5 separate regions of the Sus scrofa genome follow, and regions 2, 3, 4 and 5 are each linked to region 1. A link is a contact called in public Hi-C and HiChIP or PLAC-seq data. All regions are on one chromosome and are shown on one strand. The core of a region is the stretch at or near the end of the contact, and the rest is flanking DNA. Distances in the headings are between cores, read along the strand shown.

Region 1 (2,700 bases), core at 130-2,629:
CTTTGCCCTCTGTCAAACTCGGAAATAAAACCACGGAAGGGGCAGAGAAGTGGAGGAGTGGCTGGAGTGGGGAAGTCACTAGAACCTAGTTCCTCAATTAGTTTGCATAACAGAAAAATAAAGATTGGAAGGACACTTCCTCCAGTTCCTGCCGTAGGCGCCCCACTGCTCCACCCTTCACCTCGTGATGCCCTCAGTTCTTGGGCACTCCCGGCCCCTCGCACGGTCCTGGGAAACCGCCTGCACCAAACTCAAGACTCCGCCGGGCGTAGAGCAAAGCCCGGATCCGAGCCTGGGTCCGAGCGACGCCTCCTGCTGGCTGCGACCGTTTGCGCAGCTCCGCGCCCCGGATCGCAGCAACTCCCCGCACCGCGGCCAATTCCGGGTGTTCCAAGCATCCAGCTCCCACCTGTCCCTCGGCGCCCCGCAAACCCTCGGGCTAGCTTCCTCCCACCCAACGAGCGACCCCTGCCCCTGCTGCCCTCCCTTCTAGAAGCCACTTGCGCCGCCTTCCACAGTGAATCTCTTTCCCTCCCGGAACAACCTTCCTGAAAAGATCGTCCTGTGGGCTCCGAGGACCGACCCGAGAAGAGCCGGGGAAACGCAGCAGCAGCAGGCACTTCTCGGGCTGGCGGGGAGGAAGGAGACGACTTCAAAGTTAATCTGAAAACAGCCTGCAAACTTCTGGGCTGTAGCCGGAACGCAGGTCCGCCGGAAGGCTCCCCTCAGCGGCCGTGCCCTCCCCTGCGATCTGCGCCTCAGAGAGCCGGGTCTGCCCCATGGGGGCGACCCACACAGACGCGCCCCCGAGCCGCCACAATTCAGTGGGAATGATGAGCCGCCAGCGCCCCCGACTAAACCTTTCGGTGTCTTACTTCGATTTATACACCTGCCAGAGGCCCGAAGTGACTAAGAAGTGTAGACCAATGCCATCCCGATATTGACGGGATCCGACTGAATTCGGTACAAAAAGGCACGGTTTAAACATCAATCACCCCCGGTCGGTGAAAGCCGGCAGCGAGGCCGGCGTCCCTTTCCGCACCCACCAACCCAGCTAGAGTCCCTCATCATCGGCCCCTCAAAGCCCACCCGGAGCCCTTTACCTGAACCGGCAGCCTGAGAGAACCGACCACAGGAGCCGAGTCAGCGCCTCAGGCTCGCGGGCAGTGTCAGCGCCAGGGGGTGGGTGCGGAGAACCGGCTCAGGCGTCTAGGGGTCGCAGGCCGGAGACACGGTGTGTGGCGCACGGGCCATTCCGCGGCCGGGAGCGCAAAAAGCCGCGACTGCACTCCCGATCCAGCTCGTTCGCCTGTCACCTCGAGCTCTGCTTTAAAGTGGCTTCCGGTCGCCTCCTCTCAGCAGCCCCGTCGCGGGGGCGGAGCCTGAGCAGCAGGGGGGTGGGGTGGAGTGAGAGGACGGGGAGCTCAGTGGGTGCCGGGAAGGAGGCCCGCCCCTCGTGCGCGTGCGCGCTCACTCTCGGGAGGCGCGCCGAGATGTATGTGCGTGCGGCGGCGCGTGCTCTCTGGAGGGGGCGTGTCCTTTGGCCGCTGGAGGGGTCGGAAGGGTCTGCGCCTACCAGCCTGTAGAATTGCTCAGTTGTGAGGAGGGGAGGTGTGCCCTGTGTGGGGCGGGCTCCACCTGCCTGCGGACAGATGGAGGGTCACTTTGTTTGGAAGAAACCCAGGCGCCCGAAGGAGGATGTGAAACGGAACAACCCGTTTCTGTGAGGCTGGCTTTGTTTATTTGCCTCCGCAGCAGTGGCCTCCTGCCCCGGTTGCCCCAGACCCGGAGAGGAAGCAATCGGCTGTTACCACCGCTGTGGCCAGACGGGGTCGCCCGCCCTATTCCGGATGGGCAGGCTTCGCTGCACACCCGGACTGGCGTTTGCCAGACCAGGTTGCAGGCATTCCAGTTTCACAGGAAATATTCGCTAGTATTGCAAACCCCTAGCTTTGGGGTTTTGACAATAAAAGAGGTTATGTGTGTGTTTTTTTTTTTTTTTTTTTTTTTTTTTGTCTTTTTGCTATTTCTTTGGGCCGCTCCCGCGGCATATGGAGGTTCCCAGGCTAGGGGTCGAATCAGAGCTGTAGCCACTGGCCTACGCCAGAGCCACAGCAACGCTGGATCCGAGCCGTGTCTGCAACCTACACCACAGCTCACGGCAACGCCGGATCGTTAACCCACTGAGCAAGGGCAGGGACCGAACCCGCAACCTCATGGTTCCTAGTCGGATTCGTTAACCACTGCGCCACGACGGGAACTCCTATGTGTGTGTTTTAAAGCCCGCAAACACCTTAGTGACTTGTTTCTTCACTCAGCAAATATTTCTCAAGTGCCTATTGCATGCCTGGGCTGTTCTGGTGGCTTACCTACACTTAGAGAGCCTTGATCAGCCCAGATACTATGTCTTCATGGAGCTTACAGAGCACCATGTACTCACCTCTAAAATATACACCGCATGTGATTTTGCCATGTTTTCTGAATTTTAAAATGCCCTGGATGATGAGTCCACCTATTGATTAGTTTTTTAGAGGTGGAGGAAGAAGTACCACGTTAAATTCATTTAATTACTGTACGTGGGCGCGCGGGGCGGGGGGAGGGAGAAAGAAAGCCCTTGTCAAAATCAAAGAAAATTAATCACGGCTGTATCCCCAACAGCTGTCTGAGAAGGGAACATCTCCCAAAGAGATACTCCCTTCC
Region 2 (2,700 bases), core at 25-2,524, 510 kb before region 1:
CAGGGCCAGGGACCAAACCTGCATCCTCTGGATACTATCTTGGGTTCTTAATGAGCCAATGGGAATGCCCAAGAAGTCAAAATTTAAAACACCGTCATAGTTTGATGCGTTAATGCTAAGCGTATAAAATGTTGGCCCATCTCCTCTACCACTTTTGTTGAGGCTGAAAAGAAGAACAGTGAATATAATCATATCTATTGGATATAATCTGGGGTACAGACAGAAAGTTGTAGAATAGTCTCAGTGGTTCTGTGCTTCTGGAAATGATTGCCAAACACAGGAGGTGGGAAACAGTGGTCTATAGGGAAAAGATATCAAGAGTAGAGCAAGTACTCCTCCTTCTCCCAGAACTTCTCACTTCAATTCTTGTTAACTTTCTTCAATTAATCAAGGACCTAGAGATTAAAAAAATATATTATAAAATATATCAAGACATCACCAAGACAGTTTTTTGGTGAGGCATGGTGGGAGACTCTAAATATTAGAAAAATGTTCCATTAAGAAATAGTCTTGGGAGTTCCTGTTGTGGCGCAGCGGAAACAAATCCAACTAGGACCCATGAGATTGCAGGTTCAAACCCTGGCCTTGCTTAGTGGGTTAAGGATCCAGCATTGCTGTCATCTATGGTGTAGGTCACAGACATGGCTCGTATCTGATCTTGCTGTGGCTGTGGCTGTGGCCAGCAGTTGTAGCTCTGATTCAACCCCTAGCCTGGGAACCTCCATATACCACAGGTTCTGCCCTAAAAAAAGAAAAAAGAAAAGAAAAGAAAGAGTCTTGGAGTTGCCTGGTGGCTCAGCGGGTTAAGGATCCAACATTGTCACTGTTGCGGCTCAGGTCACTACTGTGGCCTGGGCTTGATCCCTGGCCCGGGAACTTCTGCATACTGTGGGTGCAGCCAAAAAAAAAGTCTTAAAAATGAATTGTATTGAAGTTCCCACTGTGGCTCAGCAGGTTAAGGATCTGACATTGCAGCTGTGTCATAGGTGGCAGCTGTGGTTCAGATTCAATCCCCAGCCCAGAAACTTCCATATGCCATGGTGCAGCCAAAAATAAATAAGAAGAGCTTTCAAAGTCTGTTACAGCATTTTATTTTATTTTAGTCTTTTTGGGGCCACATATGGAGGTTCCCAGGCTAGGGGTTGAATTGGGAGCTGTAGCCACCAGCCTACACCACAGCCACAGCAACCCCAGATCCAAGCTGCATGTGCGAACTACACCACAGCTCACGACAATGCCAGATCCTTAACCCACTGAGCGAGGGCAGGGATCAAACCTGCAACCTCATGGTTCCTAGTCAGATTTGTTTCCACTATGCCACTATGGGAACTCCTGTTATAATCCCTCCTGAATATTGGAGAGGGAAACTTCCCTGGAAGCAGCTTAGTCAGACAGGTGAAGGTAACGTGCAACGAGGTCAAGTATTTCAGCTAGCACCAGAATTACACTCTCTTGGAGCTCTGTTTCTCAATCCTGGCTGAACATTCCAATAACCACTGGCTGGGTCAACCCCAGATCCATTACATCAACCCCTACAATTCAGGCTCAAGCATAATCAGTATGTTTTAAAAACTTCTCTGGGGGTTCCCATCATGGCTCAAAAGAAGGGAATCCGACTAGTATCCATGAGGATGCGGGTTTGATCCCTGGCTTCAATTAGTGGGTCAGGGATCTGGTGTTGCTGTGAGCTGTGGGATAGGCTGCACATGCGGCTCAGACCTGGCATTGCTGTGGCTATGGTGTAGATCCAATTCCGTCTCTAGCCTGGGAACTTACATATACCTCGGGTGCAGCCCTAAACTCCTCTGAAGATACTTATGTGCAGCTAGGGTTCAGAAATACTGATGTAAATCTTTACAAAGTAAGGTGGATTGAATTCTTTTTTTAAAATGAGTTTTTGAATATGTTTTGCTTTAGAGACATCACTAACAAATATTGCAGTGTACTCAAATTCCTTTTGCTCTATGGATCCAAGTTTTAATTCATTTCTCATAATTAAACCTTAAAATTGAACTATGTGATAGAAAGATGATGGGGCTTCTCATTCCTGGACAATGTCTCCAAGGTCTAGACACAGAAGGAGTAAACAAAGATCTACTCTCTTTTAACTGAATTTACCTTGTGTTAATTTTTTCTGTACAGCAAAATGATTCAGTTTACAGAATCTTTTTTTTTTTTTTAAACAAGATCTACTCTTTTTTCCTCCCACTCTAGCCTGTGGTAGTTTGGATCAGTATCATTGTTTTTATTTCAAATTTGAGGAAATTTGGAGAATTGCTAATATCAGAGAGGGAAAAATACATATAAAGAGATTGATTTCTCCCATACTACCTAATTGCAGTAACCTCCATGAATACATAGACTGCCGGGCATAATCAAATTACCTCTGTAAAGTCTCGACCTAAAACTATTTTTGGAAATTAGGGATTTTCCAGATTAGTGAAAGCTGTGGCTTGTCACTAGCTCAGGCCCGAGTTTCGCAAGCGAAGCTGCTAAAGCAGTCTCTCTCCCAGTCAATACGAATCCCTCGCCATACTTAGATACCTCTGGGAACCACATGCTCATCTGACAGCTTTTTTTTTTTTTTTTTTTTTGAACCGATGTAGTTCACAAGCCTGTTTCCCAAAAATACTGTAAAGCAGCCCTTTCCAGATTCCTTGTGGGTCACTTTAAATTACAAGTTCGTCCATACAGGACATC
Region 3 (2,700 bases), core at 159-2,658, 460 kb before region 1:
CAGGTCTTGTGTAAGATATGAATTCAAGCATCCTTTTGCTCAACAAACACTTATGAGCACCTACAGTATGACAGGCACTATGCTAAAGGTTAGGGATACAGATAGGAATAAAACCCAGCACAGGTAGGGAACTCCCAGTTACACAGAGGACATAGGCACATGAAAACTCATTTAAAAACAATAAATTATTTACATATTTAATCCATTGACTTTCAGATTCTTGATTACCGAGCAATATACCAAAGAGACATTTTTCACCCCCCCCTGCTCAGCTTTTATCTCATGCTTCAGAGTCACTGGGCTGAGACAAATCCCAGGCTTCCTACTGATTGTATTAAACTTTTTATCATGGAAACTGAAAATATGTGTATGTGTGTGTGTGACAGAGAGACAGAGAGAGAACCCTTATATAAACATTACCCAGCTTCAATGATTATCAGCTTTGCTTAATCTGTACCTTCTTCCCCCAACTCCAGATTATTCTGAAGCAGACCAAAGCATCGTGTGTAGATATTTAACAATGTATTACTAGAGTTCTGTTGTGGTTCAGCAGGTTAAGAACCCTACTAGTATCCATGGGGATGCAGGCTTGATCCCTGGCCTCACTCAGTGGGTTAAGGATCCAGCATTGCTATGGCTGTGGTGTAGGCTGGCAGCTGCAGCTCTGATTTGACCCCTAGCCTGGGAACTTCCATTGCCATGGGTGTGGCCCTAAAAAGAAAATGAAAAGCAAAAAAGAAAAGAAGAACATACTACTAAAAAAAAAAAATCAATGCCTATTTTTAAAAGAAGTATACTATAATGCTTGCAATGGTTCACTTCTTTCTTTCTTTTTTTTTTTTCCTGCTTTTTAGGGCCACACCTGCGGCATATGAAAGTTCCCAGGGTAGGGGTCGACTCAGAGCTGTAGCTTCTGGCCTATACCACAGCCACAGCAATCTGGGATCCCAGGCACCATCTACAACCTACACCACAATGCATGGCAACGCTGGATCACCGACCTACTGAGCAAGACCAAGGATCGAACCTGCATCCTCATGGTTACTAGTTGGATTTGTTTCCACTGCATTACAACAGGCACTTCCTGCAATGATCCATTTCTTGATCTGCCAGCTGGCAATATGGTGTCTGCCCTTTAGAAATATTCATCAGCTATGCACATACAATTTGTTTCAGTGTATATATTATACTTCAATAAAAAGAAAAACAAAACATATCCTCAACACCATTACCACACCTCAAGATGTAACAGTAATTCTTTAATGCTAAGTCTCTAACTAGAGAGGAACACATAAAAACAATGTGGCAATTCAGCAGCAAAGTTAGATGTAGGCATGATGACTGGGAGGGTCATCCAGCCTGGCTTAGAGTGGGTTGGAGGACGCAGCTGGATGCCTAGGAAGTGTGTGGTCATCTCCCTCACTTCCCTGTCCTATTGTGGTCACAGGAGGAGCCACAGAAGCACATGCAGGCATTCACAGGCCTGCACACAAAAGTCAGGGAGTGTGACCTCAGAGGGTAAATATCTCTTAGTGGACATCTGGAACAGAGAGAAAGTTCTCAGGGTTAGCGAGGGCCCTCATGTGACTGGTAGAGGTGGTGAAAGATTCCCCTGTCTGCCCACAGAAGGGAAGCCTGGGGCGCTTAGCATTCTCAGAGCTGCTCCAAGCTTGGGCCCCTGGGAGTTGGGCCCAGATCACGTGGGTGGCTCAAGGCTCAACACGGGCACACCACTGACACACACATGTGACCATCCTATTTTTTTCCCTTTGTCCTTTCATCTGGTCATCCTGAGTGATGAAGAAGAGGCAAGCTTTCTCACTGAGCTATTTTCCTTTGGATGTGCCCATAGGCCCTGTAATTTTTGTCTGGGATCCTTTCTTGCTCCCAAACTTCAGAAGCCCTTTGTGTGGTTCTGAAAGAGTTACTCGTGTTGCTCCTTGCCTGCCACCACCATCATCAACACCTGGGATTTTTCAGCCTCTCATCCTGCCCACACTGTGGAGGCAGCTCCCTAAGGCTTCTTTCTTCCCTACCCTCTGACAGCTCCTCATGGCCCAGCACCTCTGCTTGGGGCTGCCCTGGGGCCCGCTCTGCACTAACCTCTGCAGTCAGTATCCTCAAGAAAGCTTCAGTCAAGGCCCAAAGAGCCCCCACCTCCAGGGGTTGGGACCACAAGAGGGGGTGATGCAGCCAACACTCTCACCATGTACAGGAGTCTCAGTACGCTTCAGCTTTTGGTATGGGTCCTTTTTAATTTTTTAAAATTTCTGTTGTAGGACTTTTCTTCTCCCCCCCCCCCCATTTCACCCGCTTGGCAGCACGTGGTATTCCCAGGCCAGGGATTATATCCTAGCCATAGTCTTGACCTAAGCCACAGCTGCGGCAATGATGGATCCTTAACCCACTATACCTAGCTGGGGATCGAACCTGCATCCCAGTGCTCCCAAGATGCCACCCATCTCATTGTGCCACAGCAGGAACCTCTGCTGCAGGACATTTTTTAAAAATACAAGTAGAAGAGGACTACGAGCCTCATGTGTTCATCTCCAACCTCAGCAGTTGTCAGCTCAAGGCCAATCTTCTTCCACCTACACCTCCACCTCTTCCTTCCCACCCACATTTTTCCTCAACAATGGATTATTTCAAAGCTAATCTCAGGGAATTTATTTCTTTTTGAATAGGGTGTATTGACATGAC
Region 4 (2,700 bases), core at 120-2,619, 430 kb before region 1:
CTATGATTCCAGACTACTCCAATCTGACACCTTAGGCGTTTAACCATTATTCCTTCTTATCCGCTTAACCCAATTGCTCCTTCTTGGGCTTGTCCCGCCTAGGAAAAGAGGAGAGAGGCCCATGTGATAAAGCAGAACTTCAAACATAAACTGCACCACCTCGCAGAACACATTTTACCCTGATAAGAGGCCCAGACATATCTCTGCAGCCACCATGAGTCACAGTGAGAGTTCTGAGGGGAGGGAGGGGGAAGGACCGGCAGCAGGAGGAAAGATAAACAGAGGCCATTTCCGCCTTTCCCTGTCTTGCCAGGTCATGTAACCCTGTGTGAATGTCCCTGAGCGCGGTAAAGTACCTTCGCTCTAGTGCTGCCCAACATCTGTCTGGAAATGAGTACGTGATTGTCTCGTGAACGCCTGTGCGCCCAGCGCTTTTGACTTCTCAAAGCATTGCATGAATATTTGTTTGAGAGACTTCCAGGTGCAGATTTTGTTTTAAGCCATGTGCACTTTATCTAAGTCCTGGGACCCTAGCAAGTATGTCCTATTTTTTTTTTTTTCTTTTTCTTTTTTAAATTACCGCTTTACAGACGAGGAAACTGGGACTTAGAGAGGTTAATTGCTTCAGAAGTCCATCCAGCCAGTAGCGGGTTCCTGCAAATCATCAAATCAAACCCAGGTCTGTGTCACTGTAAGCCCAATTCTGGAGTGGCCACAGTTACAATGCTTCTGATGTATTTGTGGTTATCTCCCATACCATACATATATTTAGTACACAGTGTACATCCAGGCACCTGATAAATGCTCACTGAAAAAGTGCCTAAATCATGCCACTAAGAGCCAGGTTTGGTTCCAGCTGGTAGAGCCCAGAAATGCAGCTTTAGGTGTTTCCCAACACCTCCTGGGAACTCAATGGCCTCATCTGTAAAATGGAGGCATGGAGCAAACGTCCTCTAAGGAACCTTTAGCATTCTTTGGCTCTCTTCCAATGCTGCAGTGTCCTCAACACGCTGCCAGGATCCTGGACGGACAGCGGGGACCAACCGTGCTGGGCTCTTTGCGGGCACCCCCGCCCCTCTGAGGCCGCAGGCGACCAACCGCGTGAGGAGCCTGGAGGAACGCGACCCTTCGCGCATGCGCAAACCCTAGCAGCGGGACCGCAGGCACTCCTTCCGCGCCGGGGTGGGGGGGAAATCAGTGCCCCGGGTAGGGATGGGGTGATCCTGCTAGGACTGAGCCGGGGCCCACGGGGGGGTGGCGCCTGGCCCTCGTTAGGCAAGGCCAGAGCCTCCTCCAAGGCCCTCGGAAAGCTGTTCCCGTGCGGAAGAGCGTGTTCCGGCCTCCGCGCCCTCACGCTGGACGTGCTGGGCAGCACAGAGAGGCCGTTCTTTCCCAACACAGATGGAAACGCTCTCCTGGCACTGCTGCCTGGAGTGTGGAGGAGGGGAGGCCGCGGTGCGGCCGACTCAACTCAGAAAGCCAGAGGATTTTCCGCTTAAAAACCAAGCTGCTGAGTAAAATAAAAACGTGTAAGGTCACCGGGGACATTCAGCCAACTTGGGGTGGGGAATGGGAGGTGTGAGGCGTCACCTGATAGAATAAGCTACTAAAGGGCAGCAGGCACTGCTGGGAGGCCCGCCCTTTATTACTGTTTAGGGATGAATGACAGAACCTGGACAGCTATTTTTACACTGGATGAAACACTGACTGTGTGTGTGTGTGTGTGTGTGTGTGTGTGTGTGTGTGTGTGTGTATTCGGAGAGCTGGGAGTGTCAGGGGACAGGATCTAGGAAGAGAACACATGCACCCTCTTCCTTACTCATCCTGTGATCTTACTCCTCTTGCTGCTGCAGATTTCCTCCCTAAAAGTTAAGAATTACTTATTATTTTGAAATCAGAGAGGGAAAAGGATACTAATCAACAAGTTCCCTAAACGGTGAAAATAAATGAGATCTCAACATTCTGGATTTGCCCCTGTTGGTCCCCTCAGTCTTTTCTCCCCTCGTTTGCCATGATTTGAACATCCAAGTCTAGGGTTATGGACCTGAGTTTTCTTTTTCCTACTCAAGCATCATGGTATGGCCTCCAGGAGGTCTGGGTCAGTGGCTAGAGGAGACAGGGAAAAGAAGAGTCCTTCTACCAGGATGCCATTCATGTTGTCACTGTTTAGTGTACAGCTCCTTCCTGTTAGGACCTAAAAGAAAGACCCGCTTCTTCACATAGGGATAGGGATTTTTTAGGCCATGGTATATGCTGGGAAGGCAGAAAGACATCAGGAAAGGGTGGCTGCTGTGAATATTCAGCTGACCTGAGGCAGCCAGAGCCTATGCCAGAGCTTTACTCTGCAGAACAAATGTGATGCCGAACTGACCAGCCTAGGAGGTGTGATGTGGGAGACAGCTGCCTGCTTCGTGGGGAACCATTGCGTTACCAGGTGACTTCAGACTGCTCGATTTGCCTTGAATCCATTGAACTTCATTTAATTTTCTCTCTGAGACCTAAGAAATCTGGAAAAGGAGATATTGAAAATAATTTTAAAAGTTAAACAAGGCATGAAATAACTTCTATCATTAAAATGAGCTTGTAGAGCTTCACCATTTCAAGGGGATCTTTTATAAGTCTTTTGTCTGAGAAGCATGGAGACAAAAACCTGGAACAAAACAAACCCCTTCACCAAGGAGGAAATGCTACCTGGAGCTC
Region 5 (2,700 bases), core at 189-2,688, 490 kb after region 1:
TACTAAGTTTAATACAGAAGAATTTGAGGATGTGGTGGCAGAAAAGACGACTGAGGGGTCAAATACATCCCTAATTGTGGCCCCCTGGACAAATGGTGGGTGCTGCAGTCATTAGGACCTTGGCACTGACCCCTCCTATACCCACCAATAAATTCTACTCTCCTGACAAAAAAAAAAAAAAGAGTAATGTTAAAGATTAATACAAGTGAAAACATTAAATATACCCAAACAATTGCTCAGAAGAGGAAAGCTTAATGCAACATAGACGATCTGTGGAAGGAGCTGTGATGTTTGTTAATAGAGTCAACTTCACGCAAGATTTTGTTAATTAGGAGCAGGAACTCAGGAGAAACACGCAGTTCCACTGACTGTGGCAATTGCTACCTCCTCAATCCCTTCTATTCTGTGTTTCTAAGCTCCACCTCTCCCTTCTGTTGAATCTCCAGGATGACACAGAACAAGACCTTTGGTGCAGGCTCGTAATCTGCACATACTGCTGACCTCACAGTACACACATCTGTGTCCACCAGGCACTAGCTAACCCGCCCATCTGTCTGTGCTCACAGCCCAGCTTACAGAACTTTTGTGTTACATTCACCTTTCTTCTTCTGAGCAACTGAACAACCCATAGACCAGGCATCATGCTAGATGCCAGGAAAACAAGGGGCACATGGGCCCCTCTCCAGATACCTTCAAATGTAGTGAGAGAGCTGGTCATGTATATAAATAATTACAAACAGAGGCACATGGGGAGGAACACAGGTGGAAAGTGATCAGTTCTCAAGAGAGCACCTCATTTGTGACCCCCAAAAATCCCTGCTTATATACAGAATGGTGTGAGGATCGAATGGGACACTGTATCTTTTTTTTTTTTTTTTTTTTTTTTTTTGCTTTTTAGAGCCACTCCTGTGTGGCATATGGAGATTCCCAGGCTAGGGGTCAAATCAGAGCTGTAGCCACCGGCCTATACCACAGCTACCGCAACACCAGATCCAAGCCGCATCTGCAACCCACACCACAGCTCACAGCAACGCTGGATCCTTAACCCACTGAGCAAGGCCAGGGATTGAACCCGCAACCTCATGGTTCCTAGTTGGATTCATTTCCACTGCGCCACAATGGGAACTATATCTGAAAAGTCTAATGCTCTTTTCTGGGGCACTCATCTTTATGTGTCCGGTCTTTCTTATCTGGTCTCGTCGAAACTCTAGTGTTCGGCAAAATGTCAGCAAACAAAGCAGGGCTAGAGGAAGCCATACTTCATATTTCACCAGTTTCCCAGATTAATTCACCATATTTAGATAACTGATTCTGAAAGGCAGTCCTCCCCACAGCCAATGGGTTAAGAATCAGTTAGACCTAAGAAGGAGAATATGTGGGACATTGCAGGCAAGCGGCCCAGCACTGACTTTTGTACATTAGTATGCGTCATCCAGCCCCTCAGTCATCCTGGGAGGCCAGGATAACAAGTGATGAATCACCTTGTAGATCATAAGGCTGTGTGCAGAGTAAATGCGTCTTTGTACTCTGACATCCATGCAATGTTTAGTCTTGATTTATTAATTCTGTACGATGGTTGTCATTGCTGCAAAAGGGTAATGAAATAACAAGATAAAGCTGATTTAAAAGTACTTCTTCATCTAAATGTCTACACTCAGCAAAAAGTCATGGCTGGGTTTGAACTGACAAGAATAAAGAAGTTCATGTTTCTCTTTTCCTAATTTTAGGGTTCAGCTGGTGCCAGAAATCTGCTCATCGTAGTAATTTAATCACCAGGGCCAAATAATCTTTCTCATTGACTTGAAAAATATCTGGATACATAAGGTAGCATAAATCAAAATGCCTTTTGGTGAGGCACATTCTGACACCTTCCCCATAACAGAGTTCTATTTACAAGTTACTAAATCAACCCCACTGCCGGATAGTAATTTGATACTTATTATTCATTATTCCTATACTCTCCCCCATGAGGTTGACATGATGGTTAACCAGAGCCCCCATGACCTGACTTGTCTCAAGGTAGGCAATTATGTAAAAAAAAAAAAATTTTTTAATGACATAGTTATTTTGAGACCCTGGAAAAAAATCCATAAAAGCAAAGTCAATCTTAAGGATTTTGAATTTGAGATTCCTGCCTGGAGTTGATATTTTAATGGAAGGCTACCCTGTTGGATGATGGAGATGTTCTGTATGTTCACCATCCAGTACAGTAGCCATTATCCTCATATGTATATTAAGTAGTTGACTGAGGCTAATGCCACCTAAGGAACTGAATTTTAATTTTAATTTAACTTAATGTCAATTAACTTTAACATATAGCCACATGTGACTAGTGGCTACCACATAGGATAGCACAGTATGAGTTCTGTTTTCAAATCCTACTGAATAAACCACATCTAGACTTAAATATTAAAAGCAGTTTTCCAAACTACATGAATATAATTCTTCTGCAATGGGTTATTAAGTTCAGGGCACCTAAGTTTTGTGAATCCCATAACTGATTTTGTAGACCGTGTAGCCTTGTTTTTCTGGTCTTATTTCTATCTTAAACCAGTGTCAGAGGGGATTTTAGCTTCTTTTGGTTAAGTTTGAAGCAGCTAATCAAATAAGGGAGATAAAGAGTTGTTTTATTAATTCGGAGCCAGCAAAGTAAGCAGACTTCCAGGCTGTTCCAAGATCAACCCGTACGTTTTTTAACCC

Evidence for each region. Hi-C and Micro-C count contacts between places; a contact is called where the count stands out from the background. HiChIP or PLAC-seq counts read pairs in DNA pulled down with a chosen protein or histone mark.
Region 2: a contact with region 1 is called in an H3K27ac HiChIP or PLAC-seq map of alveolar macrophages. The contact joins the promoter of CCNL1 here to the promoter of TIPARP in region 1. A contact is called at or near these places in 1 of 5 promoter capture datasets (fetal liver), 6 of 47 Hi-C or Micro-C datasets (heart right ventricle, liver, mesenteric adipose tissue and 2 more) and 2 of 2 datasets of contacts at active chromatin or transcription factors (alveolar macrophages and skeletal muscle).
Region 3: an H3K27ac HiChIP or PLAC-seq map of alveolar macrophages shows a contact between it and region 1. The contact joins the enhancer-like site here to the promoter of TIPARP in region 1. A contact is called at or near these places in 2 of 5 promoter capture datasets (fetal liver and fetal skeletal muscle), 11 of 47 Hi-C or Micro-C datasets (brain, embryonic fibroblasts, fetal liver and 5 more) and 1 of 2 datasets of contacts at active chromatin or transcription factors (alveolar macrophages).
Region 4: a contact with region 1 is called in an H3K27ac HiChIP or PLAC-seq map of skeletal muscle, with 5 times the contacts expected there. The contact joins the enhancer-like site here to the promoter of TIPARP in region 1. A contact is called at or near these places in 3 of 5 promoter capture datasets (fetal liver, fetal skeletal muscle and liver), 19 of 47 Hi-C or Micro-C datasets (adipose tissue, alveolar macrophages, embryonic fibroblasts and 12 more) and 2 of 2 datasets of contacts at active chromatin or transcription factors (alveolar macrophages and skeletal muscle).
Region 5: a contact with region 1 is called in a Hi-C map of embryonic fibroblasts, with 2.1 times the contacts expected there. The contact joins the enhancer-like site here to the promoter of TIPARP in region 1. A contact is called at or near these places in 1 of 5 promoter capture datasets (liver), 17 of 47 Hi-C or Micro-C datasets (alveolar macrophages, embryonic fibroblasts, fetal heart ventricle and 11 more) and 2 of 2 datasets of contacts at active chromatin or transcription factors (alveolar macrophages and skeletal muscle).

Annotation. Positions count from the first base shown.
Region 1 is chr13:96,495,065-96,497,764 of Sscrofa11.1, reverse strand. TIPARP (TCDD-inducible poly [ADP-ribose] polymerase) reads right to left here and starts at 1,379. Exons shown (of 6, transcript XM_005669945.3): 1 at 1,104-1,379.
Region 2 is chr13:97,002,975-97,005,674 of Sscrofa11.1, reverse strand. It overlaps CCNL1 (cyclin-L1), which reads left to right and starts at 1,274. Exons shown (of 11, transcript XR_001300397.2): 1 at 1,274-2,700. All of the region lies in intron 14 of VEPH1 (ventricular zone-expressed PH domain-containing protein homolog 1), which reads left to right.
Region 3 is chr13:96,951,254-96,953,953 of Sscrofa11.1, reverse strand. LOC102162136 (a long non-coding RNA gene) reads right to left here. Exons shown (of 5, transcript XR_307007.3): 5 at 2,453-2,700. Among named protein-coding and RNA genes, the nearest start is that of CCNL1, 52 kb to the left of the region's middle. Within about 2 kb of position 1,408, at least 7 of the 83 cell types and tissues checked have an H3K27ac peak or open chromatin away from gene starts, as enhancers often do. A contact at or near this core is called in alveolar macrophages, fetal liver and liver, where this site is marked.
Region 4 is chr13:96,927,485-96,930,184 of Sscrofa11.1, reverse strand. No RefSeq gene overlaps it. Among named protein-coding and RNA genes, the nearest start is that of CCNL1, 76 kb to the left of the region's middle. Within about 2 kb of position 1,369, at least 46 of the 83 cell types and tissues checked have an H3K27ac peak or open chromatin away from gene starts, as enhancers often do. A contact at or near this core is called in adipose tissue, liver, mesenteric adipose tissue and 4 more, where this site is marked.
Region 5 is chr13:96,001,954-96,004,653 of Sscrofa11.1, reverse strand. It overlaps a transcript of KCNAB1 not described here. Among named protein-coding and RNA genes, the nearest start is that of KCNAB1, 97 kb to the left of the region's middle. Within about 2 kb of position 1,438, at least 7 of the 83 cell types and tissues checked have an H3K27ac peak or open chromatin away from gene starts, as enhancers often do. A contact at or near this core is called in embryonic fibroblasts, where this site is marked.